Linked DNA regions of Ovis aries: region 2 is linked to region 1. The links are chromatin contacts, called in public Hi-C maps. All regions are on one chromosome and are shown on one strand. The core of a region is the stretch at or near the end of the contact, and the rest is flanking DNA. Distances in the headings are between cores, read along the strand shown.

Region 1 (7,304 bases), core at 3,354-5,853:
TTTGGAGAAAAACAAGAAAGTGAACAATAGACGTTTGTGGGCTAGAGGACAGGGCCGACTTCCCCCTGGGACCCGCGCTGTTCATAAACTGCCCCAGCTGCACTCTCACGGCTGGGATGTCACAGGAGCCTGGCTGAATCACAGCCTTGTCCTGGCTGGGGCCGGCGACTGGCTCCTTTTATATAGCATTGGGGGGGATGCAAATGCCGGTGGGGGGAGCCAGGAGCTGGGGGTGGGGTGGCATGCTTTCTTGCCTGGATTTGGGAAATCACAGAGAAAGGATGCATCGGGCCTTGGCATTGTAGCTCTGCCAAGTCGCCCCCTGGCTGACGTGTCCTGATCAGAGCTGTTTGCCCCACAGGAAAAGAATCAGCTTTCTATCAAGTGGACTCTGGGCTCCACCCCAGAGAGCTGGCTCTCCAGAGGACTGGGAGAGTAAGGGGGACTGACCGGTGCTGAATGCATCTTACCCAGCTGGTCAAGGTGGCTCCTGGGCACCATGCTGGGAGGGGTGGGAGGTGGAGTAGTGATGGGCTTCTCTGAGCTGCCCCCACTCAGGCTTTTCAGGCATTGCTTCCCACTGTGACAGCCAAGGGCAGCAGGGCAGGGTATGTTAGGCCAAGAAAGAGTCAGTGGATGGAGGGCTGCAAACCAGAGTTCTGACCCCCTTTTCATGTACGACTGGCCCAGTGACCCTAACTGAGGCCCAGTCAGCTGAGTTCTTTGGCTGGGTGCTCTCCCACCTACCCCCAGGACCCCCGACAACTGCAAGGGTCTGACATGGAGCAACCTCGTCTGCATGGCATCGCTGGAAAAGGCTGGAGTGTGTCTAAAGAGGCTGTTCAGACATCACATCACAGTCCCAGACGGCCGAGAGGTTCTTGCACTCACTTGGCTGCCCTCCCTGGGAAATGCTTTGGATCAGACAGCATTTCTGGGTTGTTTTTGCCTGAGGAAAGTGGTAAGAATTCAGCAAGAGGTCTATCGTTGGAGGAAAAGTCAGTGGATTTACTTAAATAAAAGTGTTTGTAAAGAACCATGGTGTGGTGGGGGAGGTGAGGGGCAGCAGTGCTGGGCTAAGACTGAAGACGCTAGTGTGAGCAAGGAGGCCCAATGATGAGGGAAACTTGTGGCAAAGGGGGAGAAATGTACAGACAAATATGTCTGCGTCTGGAGGAGAAAACAGGTTTTTTTTTTTTTTTTTTTAAAGAGTCTAAGGCGTTCAAGGGGCTTTCCTAGTGGCTCAGACAGTAAAGAATCTGCCTGCAATGCAAGAGACCTGAGTTCAATCCCTGAGTCAGGAAGATCCCCTGGAGAAAAGAATGGCAACCCACTCCAGTACTCTTGCCTGGAGAATCCCAGGGACAGAGGAGTCCATGGGGTTACAAAGAGTCAGACACAACTGAGCGACTAACACTTTCACTTTCAGGGAGTTGAAACGACAGCACTAGGTTGCCCTTGCAAGCACCCATCAACAGTCTCATGCCAAAGAGGTCTTCCCAAGGGTCTACCGGTCCTTCAGTCCCTTGGTCACTTAGCAGACACTTCCTGAGGGCCGCTGAGCCTGGATGCTGAGGTTGAGGGCTCTCCTTGCCCTCAGAGGTCTCCCAGGCAAGCCAGTGATGGTGACACAGTGCGGAAAGAGCAAGGACAGAGAGTGGGCAGCGAGCACGCAGTGAGTGGGCAGGAGCGTGAGCTGAGTCTGCAAGGAAGAGCCGGGAGTCAGCCAGGCAGCCCAAGAGGAAGGACAGCTAATCCAGGCAGAGGGCACGTCTGTGCAACCGTGGAGAGGGGAACGTGCCCCCGCCCTCACCCCAGAGACAGCTGGGACAGGACTGTGATGGGAGCCTGTGCCCAAAGAAGAGGCCCGCCCCGCAGTCTTTGCCTTGGACCCTCCTGATTTTCTGACAGCCAGGCACAAGTGGGCTGAGAAAGCCTCCTGGCATAAGGGCTTCTGCTGAGTCCCCTCTGGCACATCCACTCAAGGCCTGTTCCTGACTTTGGTGCTGGGGTGACCCCCATGGTGCTCGTCTCCATAGGTCACCATCTCCTTTCATACCTAACGCTTTTCTGAGGATCCACTGGTCTCACATGCAAGAGGCAAGTAGCTGGCCTGCACATTCTAAAGGAAGGTTCTGTTCCCAGGAAGTTAGAAAATATTATCACTCTATTTTCTGGATTTCCAGTCTCACGGCATCTCCCTCACCCCAGCTCAGAAAATCTGTTATGAAATCAGTGTAGGTTTAGAATTGAAGAAATATGGTAAATCCTCAAACACACCACCTTTAGATAGAATCTTTGACCTTGTATGTTCAGAATTTCATATATAATCTTTTATTCTTTTCCTTCACGATTGAACACACAGTTGACTGGCTCACATCCAGTGTGCAGTTGATTGAAGCTAAATATTCCTCATGTTCGGCATGCCTAATGATTTCCATCTTTGTCTCAATTATATTAGGTTTATGAGACCTGCACTTCTTATCACTAGCATCAGCACTTCATTTTTCCATTTTCCACTCATTATTATAAAATAATAAGGTTGAAATGCAATAAAATATTTAAATATGTGCACAAACATTGCTGAATGGTCAAAAGGTGACACTGCTGAAATTGAACTGTTGGCTGCCAGGCTGTGTTTCCATGGGATGGCTTGAAATGTTAGTTCATCCGCCAACCTGGGAAAGCTTGAAACCAACATTTGGCTCAAGGAGGAGGGGGTGAGGTGAGGGCTAGAGGTGGTATGGGCCAGTGTTGAATGTACAGAAAAAGAGGGCGGTACCAAAGTCAGAAATACAAACTAAGGGTCATCAGGAATGACCCCACCCTCTGAAGCTCAGTGGGGATATAAATCCTGCCACCTTCTGCCCCAAAGGGCAGGCACTGCCATGCAGTGAGGTTGGTGATGGTTTTTCTCCAAGCGGTTTGTATGACATCACAGATATGCTCCAGCAAACATTCTGACATCTCTGAGGCTGCAGGTACATGAGCGGAAGGGGACTGTAGGGACCCCTATCCTATTTTACAGCTGGAGTGATTCTATACACTCATCACCAGGAGTCAAGTTCTAGGTATCACTTTTCCATACAACTCATGGCAGGCTGGACTGCTGGTGGCAGGGGCCTGCTATCACCTCCAGAGATATGGGGCTTACTGGCAAACAGAGTGATGGAAGGACACTCCATGTTGCTTGAAGACATTCCTCAGCAGACCGAAGAGTGCCTGGAAACAGACACCCAGGGTTTCTCTGCCACTTAGCAACCCTGGCAGCATAGTGTGACTTACATCTCTAGGCTTGAACCTAGTGTGGTCCTTGCAAACTCAGCAGCAGTTCTAGGGGATACACTGAAGAGTGAGTCCTAGACACTCATCAGAGCTGCCTGACACTCAAGAATCTTTTCTCAAAGCTTCTTATCCTTGAATTAGAATACTTCATTTGGAAAGGACTTTTGGAGGAAGTGGTAGGTGAAACCCTGGTCTTTTAGCCCACGACTATCTGGCACCTCAGAGGGGAAAGAAACCAGCGGTGCCTGTAGGAGACTTGACCTCCAGGCCTCTGCCTTGTCTTTCTGAATGGCTCTGGACGACTTCTCTCAATCGCAAAGTTAGAGGGTTGGTTTGCATGAGCTCTAACACTCAAGAGTATTGGTGAACTGAGATAACATGTGAAATGTGAAAATTATAAAGCATGATTCTAAAAAAATAAATCTCAGGAAATATTTCTGGTCTTCACATCTGAGGAATGTGACCAAGGCATTGTGAGACCCACCCTGAAATTCGTAACAAACCATGAAAGGGGTTTTGGGGGCTCCCAGTCAGGCCTAGAACAGCCACATCGAGATCACAGCACCCTTTGCTTCTGAATCAAATCCTCTGAGCCAGTTCCTCCTCCTTCACCTGCCCTGTGGAAGGGTCACAATTTCCTTCCCAGACTCTGAGGGGTCTTGGGGGCTTTGGTCACAAACTTAAGACCAAGCTCACTTTTCAGAATTGCTAAGGCCCACATTTTGTGTTTTGCTTTAAGTTTCCAAGACTTGGTCTGAAAGGCAATGTTTTCCCTGTCATTAAAAGAAGAAAATGGGAAAGAGAAGTGGGTTTTTGACTGGCGTTTTGCAAACCTCCCAGAACACAAGAACTCCTCCTTCTCAGCAGGTAAACAAATACCTGAGCTGGGAAGAAAAACTACCTGGGAGTCTGCAGGGAGCGCCAGCAAGACAAGGGAGGGGCGGGGGTGGGGCAGGGCCAGCTAGCCAGCGAGCTGAAAGCCTACTTTTGTTTGAACCCCATCCCAGTCTTCACTACCTGCCCGTGGGAGGGAGAAGCCTCGCCGGGGCGGGTACGATTTCCCCGAGGGGTCTATTCCTAAAACTGAGCGGGGCACCTCGAGGGCCTGAAAGCTGGGGTGCAGAAAGACCAGGGTAGTGCCTATTCTGGAGCGCCTCTGGGCCCCCAGCTTGGAGGAAGAAGGCATCACCGCCCCCCACCTCCCTCCCCCTCCCCTCGTTCGGGTTGGTTTGCGCTGGAATGCCACGCTTTTCAAAGTGTCTGAGTGATCGGCACTTTCTAAATATACAGCGATGGAGAGATAAGAAACCCAGCGTCTGGCTTCGCGGATTCGTGGCCTTCCTGGCAGCCCCGGGGCTGGGGCAGGGCCGGCCAGCCACCCCAGTGGTTCGGCTGAAACCTCAGCACCTCCTCCCGGGGCCTGCGTTGGAAACTTTGGATTCTGCTCATTCCCAGGGTCCCCAGGTTCCGATCTTTACGTCTGGGACTTGAAAAAAAAAGACGATGAGACACTACCACCCCACCACCACCCCCGCCCCTCGCCTCTTCCTCTTCACCCACCCCCCACGACACAACCCAGGTGACCCAAAAGGCTGAGTCAACTTGGCGAAACACGAGCGTCCCCATCGGGGCGGCCGCCCCCAGCCCCCTTCTCCCCTCGCTCGGCCCCACAATGCGCCCTTGTGCCGCGCCTGCAGCCAGGCCGGGGATTTGGCGCAGGGATGGGGGGAATAACCGTCAGATATTTAAAACAGAGCCGAGGGAACAAAGCAGGTCTTTGTGTACCAAGCAGCCTGGAGCGGGGAGCTGCAGGCGGGCGCGCAAAGTGCTGCCCCAGCGCATGCGCCCAGCGGACCGGCCGCGCTCGGGTTACCCAGAGTTTTCCATCCCGGTCCGCGGAGCCTTCATTAACCCCTTCCCGGGCCGCTCCCCGGGGTCGGCGGAGAGAGAAGCTGGCTTTCATCTGCTGGCCGTTACACGTTTAATTGAAAAAAGAAATAGTCGTTTTCCGTGTTTCTATAGGAAGCACAGATCATTAAAATAAAATGATATACCAGTTGGGAACCCAGATTTTAAATGACCGGGATTTAATGGGACGCTTGGGCCATGTAAAAATCGAGGCATTTCGAAAAGACGCCTTCTTCAGGCGCTAGCGAAACCTTTTTAAAGGCCTAGTTCTTCTGTTTTGTGTATGCTGGGTGACTGGCTGTTTTATTTTCCTGTTTACTGCCACTTGGGATTTGAAAGATATGTTGGTTATTGTCAAGGCCCTGGCTTTTGTTTCGGGTTGTGGGCTGGCCGATGTTTATATATATAAATATATTTTTAAAATAACTAAGTAGAAGTGGAGTGTGCATGGTACAAAGATAAGATTGGGTCACGAACCAAGAAATATAATTCATGCAATCAATGCGCTGGAGTTTCTGAGATAGAAGAGGAAGAAAGATATTAATTATTAAATATTTTGTTGCTTGAGAGGAAGATTATTGAAGAAGTCTCCCAGCTAAGATAGACTAGGAATGACTTAGTGGGGATTGGGTGCACAAAATACCCCATCCTGCTGTATACTGGCAATGATTTCCTCCCTTCCCCCCACCCCCGTAATGGGGGAGTGTCAGGCAGAGGCTGGGAGAAGCTAACTGCAGACTTAGAACTGTGAGTTATTATGCTTGAATTATCCAGATGAATGGGAAAGGCACCAGGTGATCCCAGAGCCTTCAGAATAACGCAGGTTAGATGGAGGCTCCATCAGAGTAAGTCAGGGGGAATGGAAGGCATCAGTGTGGTATCTCATAACTTCTGTGCCGGGACTCTGCTTTAGCTCTCTGCTCTGCCTGTGAACATGCATCTGAGGAATTTATGGCTTTTTCTCTTTCCTTTGTAGCTCAGTTACCAGGTGGTCACAAGAAAGCAAAGAGATTTCTATGTGAGGTCATCTTGGCAACACACTCCCTCATCATCCTTGACCCCTGGGTCTCCAGGGCAACCACTGCTGGGATGTCACTGGCACCAGATTGTGTCCCTTAAAGGCCACGCTGCAGCAAGGGCAGATAAAACAGTTTTGTGGCAACAGTCACGTAGCAGACTCATTCTCAGATGAAGGCTGCTTAGTTAGGATGATGTCAGTGGTTTTTTTCCACTCTCCCTCACGTTCTGAGTCTAGGACAATCTAAGAATGTACCTTGGGATGTGAGGTAAGAGAACAGTGTGGGGAGGGACTTGGCCAAGTATCTTCTCTGGACACAGGGACAAAGTCTCTTTCCTCTCGACTTCCTTAGCCCAGAGCTCATTTCCTCTCCCTCTCCCAGCTCAATAAAAGAATTTTATCTTTATCTGCAGGACATTGTGGTAGACGGTTTCCAAAATGGCAGCCCTCAACCATTTTCGGGCTAGGGTTGGTATGCTGCTTCTCACCTCTTGAATCTAGGCGGACCATAGAGACTTGCTTGACCATTAGAATATGGTGGGAGTGACATCCTGGAACTGTTAAGACTTGGTCATGAGAACCTTGTGATCTCTGTCTGCGTCTCTTAGAACCTTCAGTCCTGACACGCTACCTCTAGAAACCAGTCACCATCCTGTAAGAAGTCCAGGCTACACGGAAAGGCCAGAGGTAGAGGTTCTCTTGTCAAGAACCCTAGCTGAACTCTCCACCAGCATTCATGTCACTGCCAGCTTGTGAGTGAGGATCACGTGGCTGTCTAGCTCAGTAGAGCCTTCAGATGACTCTAACAGGGGCCGCCATTTGACTCTAACTGCAAGAGATTCTGAGTGAGAGCCAGCCAGCTGAGCTCAATCAGCAGGGATGTAAGGGATAGTAATAAATTATTTTAAGTTGCTGAGTTTGAGGGTAGTCTGTTCTGTAGCAATTGGTAATTGAATGGGGATAAAATGCTGGAGAGTGAAAAAGCTGGTTTAAAACTCAACGTTTAAAAAACTAAGATCATGACATCTAGTCTCATCACTTCATGGCAGATAGAAAGGGAAAAAGTAGAAGTGACAGATTTTCTTTTCTTGGG
Region 2 (7,203 bases), core at 707-3,206, 170 kb before region 1:
TGCCAAAGCAATAGATGCTTCTGAAGGAGGAAGTTGAGAGTCTTCGGCCAGGCTGTGTGTTTGTGTGTGGGGGGCGGAGGTAGTCAGTTAAGCAGGGACTGATTGAAAGGAGACCTAGCCCATAGTCTCCTGCGGTTTACCTTTTTTTGTTAGGAGGGTGGGAAATGAGAGTTTGTGAATTGTGTGAGATATTTTCAACTGAGGAAGGTGAAGTTGGATTTTCTGGATGAAAGTGGTAGCTTTGGGGACAGGATATGACAGTGCATTCCAGGGATCCAGGGACTGGCATGGAGTAGGTGCATGTGTGAAACAATGTCTCACATAGGCCAGGATTTTTGTAGTTTCTTCTGCCTGGGACCAAAGTAAACCCTCTGGGGAATGGGAGAAAGAGGAGGAGGGGGCTTGCCGGCGGAGAGGTGAGGATGGTGAGTTCCTTTGAGAGGGAGCATTTCTGATCGAGGAGGGGGCTGCCCTTAGGGGGTACTCTTCTTGGGCCTGGTGGATGGCCTTTGCCACTAACCACAGTCTCTCTCCTCTCTTTCCCCTCCAGGGTAACAAGATGCTCAACTACAGTACTCCCAGTGCCGGGGGTTGCCTGCTGGACAGGAAGGCGGTGGGCACCCCTGCCGGCGGGGGTTTTCCCCGGAGGCACTCGGTCACTCTGCCCAGCTCCAAATTCCACCAGAACCAGCTTCTCAGCAGCCTCAAGGGTGAGCCAGCCCCAGCTCTGAGCTCTCGGGACAGCCGCTTCCGAGACCGCTCTTTCTCAGAAGGGGGCGAGCGGCTGCTGCCCCCCCAGAAGCAGCCGGGAAGCGGCCAGGTCAACTCCAGCCGCTACAAGACGGAGCTGTGCCGCCCCTTCGAGGAGAACGGAGCCTGTAAGTACGGCGACAAGTGCCAGTTCGCCCACGGCATCCACGAGCTCCGAAGCCTGACCCGCCACCCCAAGTACAAGACGGAGCTATGCCGCACCTTCCACACCATCGGCTTCTGCCCATACGGGCCCCGCTGCCACTTCATCCACAACGCCGAGGAGCGCCGTGCCCTGGCCGGGGCCCGGGACCTCTCTGCTGACCGTCCCCGCCTCCAGCATAGCTTTAGCTTTGCTGGGTTTCCCAGTGCCGCCGCCACCGCCGCTGCCACGGGGCTGCTGGACAGCCCCACATCCATCACCCCACCCCCCATCCTGAGCGCCGATGACCTCCTGGGCTCACCCACCCTCCCCGATGGCACCAATAACCCCTTCGCCTTCTCCAGCCAGGAGCTGGCGAGCCTCTTTGCCCCTAGCATGGGGCTGCCCGGGGGTGGCTCCCCGACCACCTTCCTCTTCCGGCCCATGTCTGAGTCCCCTCACATGTTTGACTCTCCCCCCAGCCCTCAGGATTCTCTCTCGGACCAGGAGGGCTACCTGAGCAGCTCCAGCAGCAGCCATAGTGGCTCAGACTCCCCTACTTTGGACAACTCAAGACGCCTGCCCATTTTCAGCAGACTTTCCATCTCAGATGACTAAACCAGGGTAGGGAGGGACGCCCCTGCCTACTCCCCTCCCCCACCCCCTCATCCCCTCCCGACATCCCCTACCCTTACCTCCCTCCCCTTCTGATTCCTGACAAACCCCTACATTAACAAGGTTAAGCTCAACCCCTTTCCCCCAGAACCTTGGAATGCCCCCTCCCTCTCCCCTCTTTACACCCCACCCCCCAACATAAGGACAAGTCAGTTTGTCAGTAGCTTCCTCTGGCTTGAACCCCCTCGATTTTTATAGCCCACTTAACCATGCATAACAGACAAGTCCCATATTTGTCAGTAGATGCCTTTTTTTTTTTTTTTACCCCCGCCCTGGCTTAAGCCTTAAGTGCCAAATCACAAAAGAAAAAGCAGTAACAGTTTACAGAAGCAACTTAGTGCCTTGTAATCTAACTTTGTCACTGTGACTACATTACCTCTTCAGCGCCAGAGGGCACCCGTGGGCCTCCCCAGAGCCTCTGCCCAGGGGGAGGGGGAGGTGGGGGGGGGCATGTAGAACCAGCAGCTCCCTCCACTGGCAACACAATTGCACCTTTCCTTAATTTCAATCTCCCACACACTTCTTCCCTCCCTCTCCCTGGTAGCCCCCACACCCCCCTCGGGAGAGTTGTTGCCAGACTTGGGTTTTTGGGGAAACCTGTCTTGACATTCAAAACCTTTTTTCTTCCCGACCTGAACCTCTGTTGACTAATCTTGCCTGGGTTCGTGTAGGTCTGCAGGAAGGAAGACTGCAAAAGCGGATGAAGATTGTGACATAAGTGGGACTTTGTGATTTAATTTTTTTCTTTTTTAAGTGGGGAGGAAGGGGAAGCTAGATGGACTATGAGAGACTTGATTTTGGTGCTAAAGTTCCCCAGTTCATATGTGACATCTTAAAAAATAACAACAAAAAGAGAGAAAAGCTTAAAAAAAAAACATGTAAGGGGTGAGCAGTTAATGGTATTCATTCCACATACAATATCTGTGTAAAACGATTTCCTGTAGAAGTAGCTTTAATGGTTTTTGCTCTAGAATACCGTAGGTCTATCCTTAGAGCACTCACGCCATGCTTTTTTCCCTGGGTTTTAAACTTCATATAACTTTCAGAAATTGGAGAGCAAAAATTTTGCTTGTCACTGCACATCAATATAAAAAAGCTTATTTAACTTATCAAAACGTATTTATTGCCAAACTATGCTTTTTTTTTGTTAATTTTGTTCATATTTATCGGGATGACAAATCCATAGAATATATTCTTTTATGTTAAATTATGATCTTCATATTAATCTTAAAATTTTGTGACGTGTCTTTTTCCTTTTTTTCCACAGTTTTAATATATTATTCTTCAACGACATTTTTTGTAACTTTACACTTTTTTTGGTTATTTTATTTTAAAAAAATGAAAAATTAATTTAAAAAAATGCAAAAAACTGTTGGATTATTTATTTTAGAAATTTCCCCCCTTTGTGTTGGACTGCAAATTGAGTTTCTTTCTCTTTTGGCCTTTCACAACTAGGACTGAGAATGTATGTAAAAGTTCTGTGACAGTACAGAAGGAAAACAACTTTTTATGTATAGCTTCTAAAAGGGAAAAAAAAAAAAGAAACCCTTTGACTTCCACGTGCCCATCTCAAGACATTCCGATTGCAGATTTGAGGTTCTGGATTCCAGGTTTTGGAGTTTTCCAATGTTAATACAAACAGAACTGGCACACCACACATTAAGATGAATGTAATTATTATTCCTCTTGCTGGTCACTACCGTCGCTTTCTATTTCTCTTTCTTTGTGTGAATTTATTTAAAAAAAAAAAACTTTTTGTAACGACTATTTGCAGTTTAAAAATCAATAAACCCATTTTTTTCAAGAAACATCGATGGTGAAGCTGGTTTTGCTTGCTTTGGTTTTACTGTGCCTGTAGGCTTGTAGATGAGGTAGGTGCTAGGAAGGGGAGGAGGGGAGAAGGGCCCTGGTTGATTTCTTCTAGTCTTTAACAGCTAAACCAGTGGCTGGCTCCTTTTGTTGAGGTTGGAAGTCTGTTGAGCTTAGAGGGGATGGTGTGGGAGTTGATTGCAAAGCAGCCTGTATTTGTATTAACCTGCCCAGTTGTTGGTTGTTGACTAGGGGCCAGCCTTATCCACGCTGTAGCCTCGAAGGTTCTTCTGGAGACCTGAGGCATGGGGGCTTCCAGTATTCCCTGCTTAGTCTGTGGTCCTAATGTTTGGGGTGCTGAAATGATAAGAGGGGGATGTAGCACATGGCACTCCAGCAAACCTGGATTTGTTCTTTTATTTGGGCGCTTCCAGCCTTTTTTTTTTATTTTTGGCTGTGCCACCTGGCACATGCAATCTTAGTTCCTAGACTAGGGGTCAAACCCACACCCTTGCATTGGGAGTGTGGAGTCCTAATCACTGGACAGCCAGGAATTCCCTCTAGGCTTGTTTTTCTCTGCAGGAGATGGACCTGAAGCCCTAGCCTCTTAACACCTGTCTGGGGTGGGTATGATGAACCACTGTAGACTCATGGGTTTTCAGGGTGGTGAGGGGCTCAGTCACAGGGCACTAGGGGCAAAGGTGGTTTCATTTGGACTCAACATGTGCTTCTATATTTGGAAGGCTGTTAAAGGGAAGAGGCATGAAAATGGCCTGTGTAATGGGAAGTCATCAGTTCCCACCACCTTCATCTTTGTTGCATCCCTGATGCCACGCAGGATAGGCAGGTGGTCATCTTGGAAAGGATGAGGTCTCCTTGGCTAGAGGAACCTCAGCCATTGTTAGATGGCCACTTAGAGGGGATGTTTTGCCTGCCAGAGAGAGGCTGCATCCTGAAATCTCAGTCTGGTTCTTGGGAGGATTTCTATCTGAGGAGGCAGGGATATCTGAGGCTTAGCTGCCTTCAGTTCCTTGCACTCTGTAAGTTTTTGGGTTGCTGTTGTGATTGCCCAGTCATTTAGTCGTGTCTGACTGCGACCCCATGGACTGCAGCATGTTGGGCTTCCTTGTCCTTGACCATCTTCTGGAGCTTGCTCAAATTCATGTCTGTTGAGTCAAAGATGCCATCCTATCATCTTAACCTCTGTTGCCCCCTTCTCCTGCCCTCAATCTTTCCCAGCATTCAGTTTTAGAGAGTAAGCTGAATTTCCATTGGGACTCCACTGGGCCTCTCCCAAGGACGACAGGTCTGCAGCACACATCAGCTGGCCCAGGGCTGTCTTTGAGGTGGGGCAGACCTACCTTAGGCTTCCTGTGATTTTGTTTCCTGGCAGTAAGTGCTTGCTGGGGGACAGGGCCAGGATGTAGAAAAAAGGGACTATTACCTCTCCCAGGGCAAGGGCTGCTGGTGGAAGAAGGAGGAAAATCAGCCCTCCCAGGGTCTGGAGTAAACCCAGGCCTCCTGTCCCTTGCAGAGGGAATGAACACATGTATGTGTGTGTGGTGGGTGGTGATGGTGGTGTGGCAGCATGTGAGTTTCCTCTTCGACTAAAAGCAAAAACATATAATTGTGCACCTTGATCTGGTTTACTATAGGCATAGTTGAGCATATGGCAGATACTTTGTAATTCCCCAGTTCATGGAGCACTGGCTGGGGGCTGAGCACACCCACTGGCTAGCCCAGAATTTCCTCCACCGGAGTCAGTACCCTGGGTGGAAGCATTGATTCCCAGAGATCCTGGAGTGTAGGCACTGGCTGTAAAGGTGAGGGGAGGTTCCCTATGGCCTGGGGAAGCTTTCTGTCCCCAAGACTTGACTCTTTACTTCAGTGTCTCCATGGGAAACTCACACAGGCTGGACTAAGGCCCACTCAGGCCCAAGCGTAATCACCACAAGAACCTGATTTTCTACCATATAGACTTAAAGGTAGACGAGATCCCGAAGTCCAAAGCTACTTGGGAAATGAAATAGCAGAAGCTTTCTAGGCCTATTCTTTTTCCGGGATAGTAGGTGATGAAAGGCCTCGATAGCAGCCCTAGTCCTGTGCTCTGGGCTGGCAGGGAGTCCAAGGAGGTGTGAGCCCAGAGCTGGCAGGGAACCTCCCTGAGCCCCTCTATGGCCAGAAAAGATAAGAGCCATGCAGAGAGAGCGGGAAGTAAGGCCTCCAGAGAGGGAGGTGGGGCAGGAAAGGCCAGGCCTGCCTTTGTCAGCCAGCTTCCTGGGGCAAGAGGCCTACTTCCTCACCTCCTGCCCTGGAACTTGGGGCATCTGTTTTGGGGGTCTCTGCAAGGTCTGTCCTGGCTGGGCAGGGCCTCCATGGCTGTTGGCCCTGCAACTCATTTTGTTGTTGTTTAGTCGCTCAGTTGTGTCTAGCTCTTTGCAGCCCCATGAACTGCAGCACGCCAGGCTTCCCTGTCCTTCACTACGTCCTTGAGCTTGCTCAAACTCATGTCCATTAAGTCAGTGATGCCATCCAACCATCTCATTCTTTGTTGCCCCCTTTTCCTCCTGCCCTCAATCTTTCCCAGCATCAGGTCTGCAACTTATGGTCTGGCTTTTGGTTAAATTTCTTCCTTTGGAGCAGCTCAAAGACACGAGCTCTTTTGGCCACTGAGCAATGATTCACCTTTTTAGGCCTCGAAGCCTCACTTTGGGGGAGGAGTTTGGGAGCCTGCTCCACCTCAGTGTTACCCTGGTGAAAGGAGGACCTTTGGGACGAATAGGGAGGCAAATGTGAGACGGGTTTTGCATTCAAGTGGATCATAACAAACCACTGGTTATGGGCAGACATGGTCAAAGCAGGAAGATGTTTTTATGGCATGGAGGTTGGAGCCCTTCAACTTGGGTTCAAATCCCAGCTCTACTTATGCCAGCTTGTTCCTTGGGTGAATGACTCAACCTTGAATTTTCCATCTGTGTCTTAAGAAGTGACTGTGAGGATTAAGCGAACCATACCAATGATCGCTCTCCATCAGTGCCAGGTAGTCTGAGAACTTTGTGTGTTAACTCATTAAATGCTCATAGTGACTGCTTAGAGGAATTTCAATACTACCATGACTTTACAGATGGAGAATCTGGGGTGCAGAGAAGTTCCCTCATTTGTCACATGGTTAGAAGTGTCAGGATTTGAACACAAGTAGGCCAGCTCCATGCCTGCGTTTCACTATTATGTCTCAGACACTGAAGCTTTTGGCATAGTCCTCAGCACATAGTCCTCAGAACATAGATTGACAATGTTCGTTCCTGTCTCCCTTGGCTTTCGTGGAGATTTTGCAGGGGCATGAGAGGCGACCAGTTGGATTAGATGACTCTGCACACACCCCCTCCACTGGGTGTCATGATCTCATATCCCACAGGGCCCTGGATTGGAGCATTTGGAGGATGGTGCCCAGGAGGAGGGGCAGGCTACCGCCTTGGACTTTCCCCTTCCTTGCCTGTCATGGGGTGGCTTCTGTTAATGACTGACAGAGCAAAGGGTGCCTGGGGCTGCCTCCAGAGTTGGCCTTGTGCCCTTCTTCCCTCAGGGTCTCCCTCCCCGCAGTAACCAATCATTTAATCACACCTGGCTGGATGGACCTGAATGCTACCTGAGTTCAGGGGGCGGGGACAGTGGTGACCAGCCAGGGCCCTCCCGTTTCTTTGCAGGTGGCCCCCTCAGGTCGGCCTGTGCCAGCAAACAAGGATTCAGAGAGGTGGGAAGCAAGGTGGAATCCTGGCCTCTTTTTGAGGTCAGATCAGCCCTGGAGGGCCCTAGGATGACCCACCTCT

The links. A called contact is a pair of places that touch in the nucleus more often than the background predicts.
Region 2: a contact with region 1 is called in a Hi-C map of hypothalamus, with 4 times the contacts expected there. The contact joins two enhancer-like sites. A contact is called at or near these places in 3 of 16 Hi-C or Micro-C datasets (hypothalamus, mixed tissues and skin fibroblasts).

What each region holds. Positions count from the first base shown.
Region 1 is chr7:78,525,965-78,533,268 of ARS-UI_Ramb_v3.0, reverse strand. No RefSeq gene overlaps it. Among named protein-coding and RNA genes, the nearest start is that of ZFP36L1, 170 kb to the left of the region's middle. Within about 2 kb of position 4,603, at least 26 of the 54 cell types and tissues checked have an H3K27ac peak or open chromatin away from gene starts, as enhancers often do. A contact at or near this core is called in hypothalamus, where this site is marked.
Region 2 is chr7:78,693,869-78,701,071 of ARS-UI_Ramb_v3.0, reverse strand. It overlaps ZFP36L1 (ZFP36 ring finger protein like 1), which reads left to right. Exons shown (of 2, transcript XM_015097137.4): 2 at 551-3,375. The coding sequence ends at 1,510. Among named protein-coding and RNA genes, the nearest start is that of ZFP36L1, 5.7 kb to the left of the region's middle. Within about 2 kb of position 1,956, at least 23 of the 54 cell types and tissues checked have an H3K27ac peak or open chromatin away from gene starts, as enhancers often do. A contact at or near this core is called in hypothalamus, where this site is marked.